Linked DNA regions of Capsicum annuum: region 2 is linked to region 1. Evidence: chromatin contacts called from public Hi-C data. All regions are on one chromosome and are shown on one strand. The core of a region is the stretch at or near the end of the contact, and the rest is flanking DNA. Distances in the headings are between cores, read along the strand shown. Region 1 holds the start of LOC107873034 (histone-lysine N-methyltransferase ASHH2). Region 2 holds the start of LOC107873030 (protein EMBRYO SAC DEVELOPMENT ARREST 30).

Region 1 (2,722 bases), core at 167-2,666:
TTAATAAGGAGAAAGAAAAAAAGAATATTTTAGGATATAAAAACCCTCTTGTGGAAAGTTAATTTATTTCGTTTCTCCATTTATTCTTTAGGTCCAGAAAGTCTGTTTCCCATATCATATAATGATTAAATCCCGTGGAGTCTGATACCGTGTCACTAGCTTGGTATGACATTAATTAAACATTTTTAATTAACAAAAGTGTCCAGTGCATACAGATGCTAAAGGAAGTTTAAGCAATTCAAACAGTGCATGACCCAATATTTTCAGATCTGCTAAACATAAATAAGGCAGCCCACCTCTTTCCAACAGCCACAACAACAACAACATCATACCCAATGAAATCCCACAAGTGAGGTACGGGGAGGGTAGAATGTACGGACCTTACCACTACCTCGTGGAGGTAGAGGGCTGTTTCCGAAAGACCCTCCGCTCAAGTGCAGCAAGTCCAGGTACAAAGAAGAAGGAAACGGTAAAGAAAATATAGCAACTAACAAGGAAATAGTGCAAAGTCTACCAGAGAGAAATAAAAACAACAACAAAATAAGCAGGGACTACAATACTACGGCTTGTACAACAACAACAAACACCAACAATCCTAAACCCTCGAAAAGCAAGACAACACTCCTAACCTAAAATTACTACTGAAATATCTTGCACGAGCACATACTCATACAACTTCAATTTTAGTTTTCTTTCTTTTTATCTACACTTAGTTTTTGTGCCTAGCAATGGACGAAACCAGGATTAACACCTAGCAGGTCAATCAAACTAGGCGATGTCTCCAACCTGCCTATGCATTAGCGGCAGGGTTACTCACCACCTGTACGGATGAGAAGGTGATCACTTGCTGCATTGAGCTAAAAAACCATTTTTTTTAATAACCGTGGTGTCCGGGCAGCTTAATGATAACTCGTACGTCTGTACAGAGAAAACAGAAAAGTAACGGAGTCCCGTACAGCAATAAAAGTAAACCCTAAGCAGGCAACATAACCAAAAATCCCTAAAACCAAAGCTACAACACCAATGCAGATAAATAAATATACATATACAAAATAAAATAAAAAACTAACAGAAAAAGAGAAGAATCAATATAAAGATTATACCTGGTGAATTTGAAGAGAGTTGAGGAACAGTAAGAAGACCAATTTCAGGAAGTATAATTATAGTTTTTTTTTAGAGAGAGAAAGGGATATTTATTGAAGCGTTTTAGAGAGAGAAGAGGAATCACTTTTGGGGGATGTCAGCAAAAGGGCTCCGCCGGAACGGAACTCATTTCAGCTTTTCTTCTCTTTTTTCTTTTTAGGTAGCGTATTTTATTTTATCCGATTATTACTTCTACTAGTATTATTATTGGGTTGTAGTCTGGTAGAATCGGAGTAATTATTTTTCTGGATACGAGGTCAACCTTATTACTTAATTTTCTTTATGAATTCTATCATTAGCTTCTTAATCTTATAAGTAAACATAAAATTCAGATGATTATAAAAATTAGTGTAGTATCTAAAAAGTACTCCTACTCTTATAAATTGTACTCCCTCCGTCCCTAAGATATCTTATTAATTAAGAAAAATAATTAATAACATGACTAGTTTATCATAGTACCCCTATAAAATAATGTTTACATTTCTAATTTGAAGAAAAAATAATTAATGCAAAGGGTAAAACATGAAAAAAAAAATTATCTCTTTTTTATTAATGGAAAAAGACAAGTAAAATTAGAAAATTTGGAATAGATAATTTAAGACTGATGAGTATATTTTTATAATTAAAAATATTTTAAAATGTCAAAAGATAAAGATAGACTTGCAAAATTAGTTACTTTCAAGGTTATTTGTCACATCGTTTATATTGCAAGAATAGAATAAGTTATTTCATATATATTTGAGATAATTTTTTTATTTCATCGAATGTACCAAACAATTCCTAACATTTTAGAGTAATACTTTTAATCCTTTTTTTCCATCATTTGAAATATATAAATATAGAGAGAGAGATATTCGACAATTTATTCTTTTTCTCCTATAAAGATTATTTATTAATTTTATGTCTTTTGAAATGGCAAGGGTGAAATTGAAATTATAAAAAGTTGCTCTCACCTTCGAATTCTTTTAAATTAAAGTGATAGATGTATCGATTATGGTTATTGTAGGCGTATCTAGGTTGAGGAGGTCAAGGGGTTATTCATAGAATGCGGGGTAGGACGACTGGATCAGACGAGATTTCGATGGATTTTTGGAAGTGCACTGAAGAGGCAGGTTTAGAGTGGCTGACAAGGTTGTTTAACATCATCTTTATGGCGACGAAGATGCTTGAAGTTTGGAGATGAAGTATAATGATTTCATTATATAAGAACAAGGGGGATATTCAGAGTTACAACAACTATAGGGATGTCAAGTTGTTGAATCATACTATGAAGGTTTGGGAAAGGGTGGTAAAGTTGAGGTTGAGGAGAATCGTGACTATTTTTTAGAATCAGTTCGGTTTCATGTCAAGTCGCTCGATTACGGAGGTCATTCACCTCGTGAAAAGATTAGTGGTGCAGTTTAGGGAGAAGAAGAAGGACTTTCACATGGTGGCACTGATCTTGAGAATGCGTATGACAAAGTCCCAGAAAAATTTTGTGGAGGTGCATGGAGGCTAGAGGGTGCCTGTGTTATTTTGATAAGGTTGCACCAGGGATCGACTCTTAGCCTGTTTTTATTTGCCTTAGTAATGGATATTT
Region 2 (2,722 bases), core at 67-2,566, 330 kb after region 1:
AGAGAAGAAATGCCAGAAATTAGGATTTTCTTCAGTCCACATTTCAAATTTAAGCAAGAAATATTGAAATTGTTAACCTATACTAGAAGAGACGCAAGTTTTTTTTTTTTTATAACTAAAAAGACAAATTTTTACCTGTGAAAGAAAAAATGGGATGACGAAGAACTCGAGTTGTTGTCGCCGAAGAACACTGCTATCACGTCGATTGGCGGTTGAAAGTCGAAAAAGAACTCGCCTAACTATTTATTGTCGGAGGTTGAAGTCGCTGGGGATAGGAGAGAAAAATTTTACAGAACTGTTGGTTGAGAGAAACTGTCGAGAGAGATGAGAGAGACAGTTGATTTGGAGAGGAGAGGGGAGTGAGTTGATTTGTATTTTTGAAAAGATTAGAAAGTTTTGAAACTATTAATCAAGTCCACAATTAACTTGATCAAGTTTCCTAATTATGTTTGATCTTTAAGTTGGTCAATGTCGACAATCCTTCATTCAAGACTTAAATGATATCTTTCCTTCAATTTTCTCAGGTAACTAAAATCTCTATAAATAACAAATTAAATAGATATTAAAATATAAAAATCTAATGAACGTAAATTCAAATTCAAATTTTTATATTTTGAAATACAAGAGAAGAAAACTCAATAGCTTATGAAGTCTATCACAAAAAGAACAAATTCAAAGTTATACTAGAGAAAAATAACTCATACAGTAAAAGATGATGTAAAAATAGAGGGTGAGAAAGGATAAATATTTTGAGAAAAGTAACTCAAATATAGTAAAAGATGATATAGAAATAGAGAGTGGGGAAGGATAAAGATTTTGAACTAACTTAGAGAATATAATGAAGTAATTAGATAATAAATATATTACTATCCATATATTTCAAATTAAAGTGATCTGAACTATAAAATAAAAGTTTAAAAATAGAAAATAGACAATTGAACAAAATAAATATATCGATTTTATTTTTGTACTAATAAGAAGAGCACTTGATAATTTTATCAGTACAGTTGATGAGTTAAAAAAAGTCAATATTAACAATCTAATAATTTTAGATAGTGAAGTATTTTTTTTAGTAGCCACACAATTCCTTATCTTCATTAATATCGATTTGATTTTGGGATAGTTGGAGTGGGTTGGGGGTCGGTATACTTTTTGGAATTATTCGTTAAAAAATTATATTTAATATTTTATAATTAATTTACATCAATTATGTCAATGTGATACAATAAAAATTGATCAATTTTATTATTTCAATGACTAGGTTAACATTTTTAATGACTAACCTATACTAGTTTATTAAAAAAAAAAAAAGAACTGTAATTGTTAATGTAGTTTGTTTGTTTGTACTATTTTATTTTTTCTTCTAAAATAAACTAAAAAACAAATAATAAAAATATTGGGGTGGCGTTCGAACTTGTGAAATCTTGAACTGACCTGCTGCCTCTTGGTCATAGTCATGCGGATGCCTGTGCTATGTTGCGCTCCAGAATATGAAAGCTCTCACCTCAGGACCGGTCAATCGTCATCACTCCTCTTCCCTATCTCCCTAAATCCGCTTAAACCCCCCCTTCACTCTCTCTCTCCCTCTCTCCCCTAACCACACCAATTTCCCTTCACTTTCAATTAACTCCTCGATCTATTCGAATCACTTCCTTCATAAACACTCAAATTAACTCTCTCTCTCTCTCTATATATATATTCATTTTCAGTTTTTGTATTCTCTGTTAATAAAAGTTCAATTGGCCCAAATGAATTTCTAGATTCACAGATTTATCGTTATCAAGTTCTAGTTGCTGATTCTGTTGAATTGGTGTATTAAATTATTGGAGATGAAATCGAAGATTAAATGGGCAGCATTAGGAGGCCTTGTGTTATCATTTGTTTCATTGCTGGTTCACTTGTTTCTTGCTAAGTCCAGTGCTGATCTTGTACAATACACTGCTATTACCGCCGTTTTTACTGACGATTTAACTCCTACTTTAGCCACCAGAAAGGTAAATTATCATTAACAAGACATCTATTAAATTGATTTCTTTGCCCCATTGATTGATTGAATGATGGGGAAGACCCCGTAGAAGACGGAGAATACTACTCCCTCCATTCCAAAATAGTTGTCATGTTTCGCTTCTCGACAGTCAATTTGACTAATTTTTGATGAAAGCTGATGAATTTATTGAATGATGGGGAAGACCCCGTAGAAGACAAAGTATGCCCATGTAGAGAATATTTACTCCCTCCTCTGTTCCAAAATAGTTGTCATGTTTCACTTCTTGATGAAAGCTGATATTTTTATTGAATTATGGGGAAGAACCTGTAGAAGACAGTAGTATGTCCATGTAGATAATATTATTCCCAACATTCCAAAATAGTTGTCATGCTTCGGGGCGGGAGAGTTAATTTGACTAATTTTCACTGATGAATTAGATTAGATTATTTCAATATTTTAAAGTAAGATTTTGGATATTCAAAAGCTATGCGGGAAGTACTATAAGTTGCGATTTATCTTATATCAATATGATAAAAAAATACATCTTAAAATGTTGGTCAAAATTAATATCATTTGACTCTCAAAAAGGAAATCATGACAAGTATTTTTGAATGGAGGGAGTACAAATTATCTATAAACAGCACCATTTATCGGTACTGAGCAGAATTTCAAAAGGTTTAAAATGTATATTCTAGAAAGGAAAATGTTGGGAACTTTGTTATCTATTGTTTCTAG

Evidence for each region. A called contact is a pair of places that touch in the nucleus more often than the background predicts.
Region 2: a contact with region 1 is called in a Hi-C map of leaf, with 2.9 times the contacts expected there. The contact joins the promoter of LOC107873030 here to the promoter of LOC107873034 in region 1. A contact is called at or near these places in 2 of 5 Hi-C or Micro-C datasets (leaf and placenta).

What each region holds. Positions count from the first base shown.
Region 1 is chr6:168,708,241-168,710,962 of UCD10Xv1.1, forward strand. LOC107873034 (histone-lysine N-methyltransferase ASHH2) reads right to left here and starts at 1,417. Exons shown (of 18, transcript XM_016719743.2): 1 at 1,104-1,417.
Region 2 is chr6:169,037,136-169,039,857 of UCD10Xv1.1, forward strand. LOC107873030 (protein EMBRYO SAC DEVELOPMENT ARREST 30) reads left to right here and starts at 1,317. Exons shown (of 10, transcript XM_016719730.2): 1 at 1,317-1,994. The coding sequence starts at 1,830.